Linked DNA regions of Mus musculus: all the other regions are linked to region 1. Evidence: chromatin contacts called from public Hi-C and promoter capture Hi-C data. All regions are on one chromosome and are shown on one strand. The core of a region is the stretch at or near the end of the contact, and the rest is flanking DNA. Distances in the headings are between cores, read along the strand shown.

Region 1 (3,060 bases), core at 354-2,853:
GAAGCCCTCTGTCTCTAAGCAGGTTAGAGCATTATTTCAAATGCACAGAGATTGAAACCTGCCACCTAAGAGAAACACAAAAGAAGCATGCCTTAGGAACATGCTTCTCTTGACTTCTCGTCTGTGTTTTGAGCTAGCTAAATTCTTAGACTGATTTTTGGTGACCTGACCCTAGATTTGAAGGATTGTATCCCAGAATCCCTCTTTGCTTTTATCACTATTGGAGTCAATGACTTTCTGTCTTCCCCTTGGTTTTGCTATGTAGACTATACATTTGGGGCTTTATTGTGCCCCAGGTATTTCTGTAGATTCTCTACTATTGTCCCAAGAAACCCAATAATCATACTCGCTCATACTTACAGAAACCATTTCATGTGGCATCAAAAAAAAATCATTGCAGGAAAAATATGTATATTTTTAATCTATCATTTAGAAGCCATAGGATTCACATTCCCTTTTCAGATTAGGAAAGAATGAAATGCATGAGTATGCAGTAAACCCTCCAAATCACCAAAGACTCAAGAGTGGTCACTATGAAGCCGTTAAGAGCTTACACCACCTCAGTTAGATACCAAGACTGAGTGAGATTTCCAGGACTGAAGTTCGGGTGGTAGGTTTGGGTCATAATCTATTACTTTTTAGTAAGTACTCAAAAGAACTTTAAAACATAAAATAAAAAAAAGAATACTCAAGAGTAGATTTCTTTTTCTCACACTAACCCATCCTCTTTTCCCAATAAGAAAGCCATGCCTGTCTAAAGGTTCCACAAGCTGGAGCTAGGGATTCCCACAAACCCCTCTCTAACACGTCTGTGCAAAGGCCCAGAGCTGGCAATGGAGGTTGGAAGAGCTTTCAGTCCTAGTTCACTGTAGGAGGTAAACATTACAGGAGCATGTGAGGCTAGGACAGAGAACCAAAGAAAAGAAACAGCAGGTTTAAAAGAACATGCAAGAGGAGGACCGGGAAAATATTACAGGACAATAAATTACAGCCCACAGCCCTATCCAGATGTCGGTTCACGGTACTGCAGTAGCCACAGCATGGGGAGGTTAGAGAACCACATTTACCATGTGTGCACTGCTCTGTATTTAATGTTTAAGCTCTTTAATTCTTTGTGTCTATGAAAAGCCTCAGTCAGAAAATCCAGATGGACTATATTAATCAGAGCACATAATTTTAGTGGTAGACATGCTTATTCCCAAAGCCTGGATATATTCCTAGAGCTTTGCAGAGCCTCGTTGTCTTGAGGGAAAAAAAATACGCTTGGCTCGGCAGCATTTGTTAATTTATGTAAGAAGGAAAATGAATCACATATAAACATATGGAAATATCCAAATGCCAGGTTTTCAGTTTTTTTGTTTTTTTAGGTTAGCTCCCTGAGTCCTCATTTTCTTTCTAGCCTGGGATTGGTGGTATCGGTTTTTTAACATTAAACAGACTCCTTGTTTGGAGTGTGTGTGTGTGTGTGTGTGTTTCAGACCAAGCAAATTTCGTGTTTTCTTTGGACAGAAAACTAACAAAGGATGGGAAGTCCTTACTTTAAGACATTACAGTTAAGGGTCATGAACATTCAAGCAGGAGTTACTGCCATCCAGAGGCAGAAAGCCACGAACAGCCATATCCTATCCTAGCTCCATCGTGGAGGAAGGAAGACAAGCAAAATGTGTAGGTTGCAGCAGTTTTGGTCGTTAAATCATCCAAAAAGAAATTGGAAAATGCCAAAACTTGAATGTCACTGGGTCTCTGGTTCTCCTGTTGTCAGAAATGACAGAGTCTCTAGTCCAGCACTCTCCAGAACTGGTCACGGTTTAAAAAAAAAAAAAAAAAAAAGGAGCAGTCTGATGTCAGGCTGGCCATCTGTGCCAACTGTCCTGAGTACTGGAGTCTGTAACACATTCAAAGTGAGCTTCGCACGTGTCTTTGCACATATAGTTTTCTTATATTAAAGCTTTGATGACTGTTGCTGAGGTTAGCTGTTCTAGCAGTTGATACAGGCAGCCCATAGCCCTTCAATATAAGTCATATGCTGTATTTGCTGCCTAGTGACTGTCTAATTGGAAGTAAAGACATCCATGGTCTTTCAGACAAGAGCTTCCAAGCATGTGTGCATGAATTTTTTTTTCTTTTTTGTGGCATTAACAAGCGAAGTCCTGAAAGCTTTGGCATACCTGAGCATTGGGCAGTCATTCTAAAGGAACTAGCTCAGCGCCATGCAGGTTTGGGTGCCGTGGAAAAATAGGTCCATCTAGGTAAGAGACCACTGCACAGCAGCACTAACCACTAGGAAAGTTTCTGCAGCATCACAAAGACAGATTCTGGAAAAATATAAATATGTGTGTGATATATTTTACATGACTCACATATAAATATAGTAGTCACATATACATACACACATAAGTGGTGGTTACACATTGGTAGAAATTCCAACTTAAAAACTACATCAACTTCAATTTTTAACAACAGGCACAAGTAATTATACTTGCCACTTGCAGGTATTTTATACACTCCTGATGGATATAACTGCTTTGGAATAGGTTTTAAAACTTGGAAACACACGCATACACCATTTCTCAATGGGCAAAGCATACTTCAATTTTCTAACTGAATCCTACCCACATGAGTGCAAACATTTTGAGTCAAATAAAATGATTTAAAAATTGCAGAATAATATAGTGTTAATCATCTTCACTCTGCTTGAAGTATTTCAATGCTATTCTATCATATTTTGGGGAAGCCACTCTCAAGCATTTTAAAGGAGAGATAGAGAAGGTTCTCCCAATTTTTAATAGACTTACAAAATACGGACATGAAAGTACGAAGCCTATACTTCTCTAGCCTCCCCTACCCCCGCCCCCCTCTGTCTTAACACTGGGCTGCCCTTCTGCAGGGAACTTTCCACCAGATATCTTGCATGTTCAGGGTTACCAGTGCCCTCTGCTGGCTTTCTGCTTGAAATGAGAGAATGGAGGGAAAGACAGAGATAGACAGACAGACAGGCAGACAGATGAGAGAGACAGAAAAAGATGGACAGAGAGACAGACAGAGAGACAGAAACAGACA
Region 2 (3,060 bases), core at 287-2,786, 940 kb before region 1:
ACTCTCTTGCGATTGCATGCATGGTTTTGTCATGGCAAAAGGATATAGAGTGTTAGTAATGGTTTTAAGTACCTTCCTCCTTCCCTGCCTTTGCTGTCACCCCTCTAGAGTTGTGGTGGTGCTCACATGGCAGAATGTTCGGAAACCAATTCACCATAAGAAAGGGGAAGGGTTTTACTGCCACTGCAAACACCAGAGAATGAACACTGTCTGCCTGCTTCCTGTCTGACATCCCAGAAGTCACATAAGCAACATTTTAGAGACACTGCAACCCCCTTCCTATCCGATTTTGAATCTATCTGCAGACAAAGCAGGAAAATGCTATAAAGATGAATGACACTTCAAATTGTTACATATTAGTAAATGATAGAGAGAATCCTGGAAAAACATAGATCTTGGCTTAGGGAACCAGAATTCAAGATGTCAGTCTTGTATAAAAACTATATGAAATGTCTATACTGCATTGTTTAGGAGCTGGCTGCAGATGGAGACCTGGTCCAACTCCTATTGGTTCCAAGTCTTCTCTGTGTGACCGTGAGCATCCTAAAAATGCTGCTTAGCATCATGTCTTCCTTCCACAAAGACCATTGTGAAAAGTAAACAAAATAAATACTGAGCATGGTAGCTGATGTTGTATTTTTGTCTTTTAAAATATTGCCTTGGGCAAATCATAAAACCTATTTTTTGCATTCATGAATTAGAAATAGTTTTGATGCCTTACTCACACCGTGCATGTCAATAAGAGTAGGAAGAAAGTTAAAGACACTCACATGCAAACATAGATATATATGTCTAAATCAGAAGGCAGCAAATGAGACCAAAACAGAGACATTTAAGATGTTGGGATGTAAAAGGCTACCCAGAGAGGGAAAGCAAGCTGTTAAACGTTATCTCAATTTAATGAAACTGTAAATAGCTGCTCAAAAAGCATCAAGCAAATTGGTTTAACTTGTCTTCCTCCTTCCCTTTCTTTGCCGTCACTCCTATTAGAATCTTCTCCTCTGTTGTTGGTGCTCACGTGGCTGGGTGTTCAGAAACCAATTCACCACAAGGAAGGGAAAGAGTTACTGCTTAGTGATGGACTTGATCAGAAAGTTGCCTGTCTCTACACCATTTCACAGTATGGTGCCAACTGAGGTGTAAGTGTGTAAAAGAAGATGCAGAGGTAGGCTTAAGCCTATATCCATAACCTCAGAGCTATTCATTTTGCACACGGCCTCTCAAAAGCATCCACCCCAATTAACAAAAACCCCTTCCTGGTGTGGAGTGTGGAACATGCAGCTGCAGAGTTCCTCCTAATGGCTTAAGGTTTCACTAGGAAAGTAGTAACATCACAGTTCAAATCCAGGTCTGCTTGACAAGGACTCCCATGGTCCTCTCCCTCGTCCCTCTGCATTTTCTGACCAGCCCCTTGGGTGACACTTACTTTTCTTTGCCTCATCTAGCTTGTCCTTGGCCCTTTTCTCTGCCTGCAGGAGCTGTTGGATCCCCTGAGACTGGCTGGTCATGGTGTCTTGCTCCAAGGAAGGTGACTTCGGTGGAAGCTGGGAGATACGGGTCCTTTTCAACTTGTTTTGTCAACAGTGAACACATAGGTGTTTGTTCCAAACTTGCCTGATTGGATCAAAGAGTTGGATGCCAAGGTGAGCTCAAGGAGGAATCCAGGAAAACAAGTTAGTGACTCCAAGACACTGGCAATTCACTGTCACTGACTTGAGCTCTGTATTAACAAGGCAACTATACAGGGCTCCCAGGTTTCCTTAAAGAAATAGGTAGGACATCTCTAGGAACAATATTTGCCACCATATACCCCCACATCCCAATACTGACCTGTTGCTGAATTGCCTTTCAGGTTACAATGTTTCTCCCTGCACCTTGTATTTGCAATAATTTCTCAGGCCTTTATCTGTCTCTGTGATTGAATTATCTGCTTGAGGAAAATTGATTTTCCTTCTTCAAGGAAAGAGATTGTCTGTCTTTGTGGGTGAAGATCTATTTTCTTCTTGTCCTAGGCCTCAGGTAGAAAAGGAAGACCATTAGGGCACCTTATGCTGTTCTCTTGTAAGGCTTTGTTGGAGTTCATGATGATCTTACTACAGTGCTTCAGGCAACAATAGGAGGGATTATTGTCCTGCACTTGAGGTTAGTTTAGGCATATCTTTTCTGTTACTTTGTATCTATGTCCATCTATGCACAATGTACAGTGATGTCCACATATTTCACCTGATTCTGTACAGTAAGAGACAAATAAGAAAGCTACTCAAGTAAAGAATGCAACGTAACATTTCTATGCATCCAATGCTTGTATTGGAAAGGAGGGGTTGGTTCCTTTTTCACTTAGATGGTATGACCCACCAGTGGGTTTTTCATGGACTTCAGCTTGAAAAACTTCTGTCACTTAGTCTGTCAGGTGCAATTTCTTCCAATAGGTGCCTGGATTTAAACACAAATTTAAAAAGGAGGGCCAAGCCTTTTAAGGTTTCAAAGATTATTTTTTCCTAATCTTTTCAAGTGTCTCATCTATACCAGTGGAACAGGAAACAGCCATATCAGGCTCCTTTCAGTATGCACTTCTTGGCATCCACAAAAGTGCCTGGGTTTGGTAACTGTATATGGAATGAATTCCCAGGTGGGACAGTCTCTGGGTGGCCTTTCCTTTAGTCTCCGCTCTACACTTTATCTCCATATTTGCTCCTGTGAGTAATTTGTTCTCCTTCTAAGAAGAACCAAAGTTTCCACACTTTAATCTTCCTTCTTCTTCAGCTTCATGTTGTCTGTTAATTGTATCCTGGTTATTTCAAACTTTTGGGTTAGTATCCAGTTATCAGTGAGTACATACCATGTGTTTTCTTTTGGGACTGGGTTACCTCACTCAGGATGATATTTTCTAGTTCTATCCATTTGCCTAAGAATTTCATGAATTCATCATTTTTAATAGCTGAGTAGTATTCCATTGTGTAAATGTACCTGACTTTGTCTCCTCTTCCCTCCTTCCTCTCTGTTTTCTCTCTCTCTCCTTCTTCCCTTCCTTCCTTCCTTCCTTCTTTCCTTCCTTCCTTC
Region 3 (3,060 bases), core at 328-2,827, 780 kb after region 1:
AGTTACAGACAGTAGTGAGACCCTTCTGCAGGTGCCGAGAGCTGAACTCTGGTCCTCTAGAGGAACAGAACATGCACTAACTGATGAGCCATCCGCTCAGCCACATCACGTGTTCCCCCCCTCGGGGGTGGGGGACGTCTCACTAACCCTGGAGCTCACTGATTGGCTAGACTAACTGGCCGTGAGGCCCCGCCCCTCATCTTCCTGGCTTCCCTTCGTGCAAGCTCCTACATTTACTTAGCATTTACATTCGAGTTACGAATTCAAACTCAAGTCGTCATTTTTTTTTTTTTTTAATTTTTATTTATTATTATATGTAAGTACACTGTAGCTGTCTTCAGACACACCAGAAGAGGGAGTCAGATCTTGTTACGGATGGTTGTGAGCCACCATGTGGTTGCTGGGATTTGAACTCTGGACCTTCAGAAGAGCAGTCGGGTGCTCTTACCCACTGAGCCATCTCACCAGCCCCTCAAGTCGTCATTTTTTACCCACTGAACCATATGTACACTATAAATGTATACCATAATGTACGCTATAAATAAGTAGAGGTATAGTCTAAAAAAATCTGTACATATTTTGACAAAATCCATCCTCAAGATGGTGGAAGGTTATTGCTTGGTTTATATACATTTTTCACGAGTGCAGCCGCTGATGGGTCGTAGGTGGGAAATCAAGTGATCATACACCGGCATCGTTTTGAGCCATTACAGGAACAGAGAAAACCTGCAGAGGACTTGGTCTGTTCTCCATTTTGATGGCACGAAAGCCATCCCTTGCTTTTAAAGCAAGCACAGGGATAAAAATCCCCGTGATGGACTCAGAGACCTTCTGACCTCATCTCTCACCTTGGCTTTTAGTCTTGTTGGTGGTTGTTTTGTTTGTCTTGTTTTTAAGATTTATTTATTATACAGCATTCTGCCTGCAAGTATTCCTGCAGGCCAGAAGAGGGCACCAGATCCCATTACAGATGGTTGTGAGCCACCATGTGGTTGCTGGGAATTGAACTCAGGACCCCTGGAAGAGCAGCCAATGCTCTTAACCACTGAGCCATCTCTCCAGCCCCAAGTCAGTGGGTTTTTTTTGGATGTTGTTTTCTGAATGGTGTGTGTGTGTGTGTGTGTGTGTGTGTGTGTGTGAAGAGAGAGAGAGAGAGAGAGAGAGAGAGAGAGAGAGAGAGAGAGTTTTTTCTTGTCTTTCCATACCCCTTATGGTGTATGGTGCAGTACTACACTGACCTCAGCCTGTGGAAACAGGACAGACTCTGAAGGCACTGAAGGGGACTATGGGAAGGTCTGTCTGTGGCTTTATCCTTCCTTAGTTCTGCTTCTGGCTTACAGGTTGTCCATTTCTCCAAACTCATTCTCAGTTTGTAGAAATGCAGCTGTTTGCCAAACACCTACGGGATAGCGCAAAAGCTCGTACCGTTTTATTAATACCCTTTTGGGTTCCATGTATCTACACACAAATCCTGCATCTTGCAGCAGTCCCAAAATGAAGACGTAGATGCTGTCTGCCTGGGAGAAGGGAGGCACTCAGTCCTCGAAGGGCTGCTGTTGAGCTCAGACTAGAGGCACATTCCTTTCTCTTGACACAGAGTTTCCAGCACAATTAGCATTTTATAGGCATCCCACAAACACTGTGGAAGGGAATCGAATTGCCACTGGAAATGGCCAGAGTGATTAAAATATTAATTCTAAACAGCAGAGGGAGCACCCCGGGCGTAGGTTTCACAGTGGTGGTCAACCCTGATCCCGTGCACAACCCCCTGGGAATGTCAAGAAGCAGCCAAGCCCTGGCTGTCAGAAACCTGACGGAGTAGACACAAGATAAGACTTAGCCACTGAGAGTTTTTAAAGGTCCACTGGTAATTACAGAACATAACCAGGTATGGTGGGTAGGATTTTTTGTTGTTTTGTTTTATTTAAGTGAAGAGTTTGTGTTCCCTGAACGGCATTCTTCCAAGGCCAACGCTTCTGAAAGGAGCACTCACAGAGGATGACAGGACTGCCAAGCCGCCCAGGAACTGCTTCTGAGAGTTGAATTTGTAAATGAAGAGGCAGTTTTGCTTTTCGGAAGCAAGATCTACCAGCTTGTTCTTAAAGGGCCAGGTAGTGACGACTTCAGGCTGCGCAAAGCTTTGTACTCTGCAGCAAACTCTCACCTTGGTCATCAGGGCAGAAAGGCGGTCCTGTGGAGACACGTGAATGGGCACAGCTGTGTTCTAATAAGGTTTTATTGATGGATGTTCAATATTGAATTTCATGAAACCCCATTCTATTGACTTTTTTTCTGTCTTTTTTTTTTTTTTTTTTTTTTGGTTTCTCGAGACAGGGTTTCTCTGTGTAGTCCTGGCTGTCCTGGAACTCACTCTGTACACCAGGCTGGCCTCGAACTCAGAAATCCACCTGCCTCTGCCTCCCAAGTGCTGGGATTAAAGGCATGAGCCACCACAGCCCAGCTTTTTTCTGTCTTTCTTGAGACAGTCTCACTGTGTAGTTCTGGCTGGCTTGGTACTCACCACGTAGACCTGCCTGGCCTTGAGTTCACAGAGACCTATGAACTATGTTTACCTCCCGAGTGCTGGGATCAAGGCATGACCACTGAGTCCAGACTGATATTTTTTCAACCACCAGAAACTATAGCGGGCTGAGTGAGATAGGGCTCACCAGGTAAAGGCACTTGCCGCCAACGTGGGCAACTTGAGTGGAAGGAGGGGCTGATTCCCAAAAGTTGTCCTCTGACTTCCACAACCCCACACACGATACATAAAATAAATCATACATACAAAAACAAAACAAAAGAAAAAAAAAACCCAACTAAACAGTGGCTAGGTTTGTGAGCAGGCCATTGTTACTGTCCCTCCCCCACCCAAATCCTGCTCTAGAAGAATGCATTAAGCCAGTCCAAGCTGGCTGCTGGTGGCAGACATATTTAATCCCGGCACTCTTTAAGGCAGAGGCAGGCGGATCTTTATGAAATTGAGAGATCAGCTTGGTCTACAGAGTGAGTTCCAGAACAGCCAGGGATATACAGAGAAACTCTATCTTGAAAAACCAA

Evidence for each region. Promoter capture Hi-C pulls out the DNA fragments that hold promoters and counts their contacts. Hi-C and Micro-C count contacts between places; a contact is called where the count stands out from the background.
Region 2: a contact with region 1 is called in a promoter capture Hi-C map of pre-B cells, with 2.4 times the contacts expected there. The contact joins the promoter of Atp6v1g3 here to the enhancer-like site in region 1. A contact is called at or near these places in 5 of 39 promoter capture datasets (the C10 cell line, the HPC-7 cell line, hippocampal neurons and 2 more).
Region 3: a contact with region 1 is called in a Hi-C map of neural progenitor cells, with 4 times the contacts expected there. The contact joins two enhancer-like sites. A contact is called at or near these places in 12 of 484 Hi-C or Micro-C datasets (the HPC-7 cell line, adipose-derived mesenchymal stem cells, cerebellum and 7 more) and 1 of 115 datasets of contacts at active chromatin or transcription factors (embryonic basal ganglia).

What each region holds. Positions count from the first base shown.
Region 1 is chr1:137,330,679-137,333,738 of GRCm38.p6, reverse strand. No RefSeq gene overlaps it. Among named protein-coding and RNA genes, the nearest start is that of Gm34244, 21 kb to the left of the region's middle. Within about 2 kb of position 1,603, at least 51 of the 459 cell types and tissues checked have an H3K27ac peak or open chromatin away from gene starts, as enhancers often do. A contact at or near this core is called in cortical neurons, neural progenitor cells and pre-B cells, where this site is marked.
Region 2 is chr1:138,272,214-138,275,273 of GRCm38.p6, reverse strand. Atp6v1g3 (ATPase, H+ transporting, lysosomal V1 subunit G3) reads right to left here and starts at 1,536. Exons shown (of 3, transcript NM_177397.3): 1 at 1,427-1,536. The coding sequence starts at 1,508.
Region 3 is chr1:136,554,723-136,557,782 of GRCm38.p6, reverse strand. It overlaps a transcript of Kif14 not described here. Among named protein-coding and RNA genes, the nearest start is that of Zfp281, 69 kb to the left of the region's middle. Within about 2 kb of position 1,577, at least 55 of the 459 cell types and tissues checked have an H3K27ac peak or open chromatin away from gene starts, as enhancers often do. A contact at or near this core is called in cortical neurons and neural progenitor cells, where this site is marked.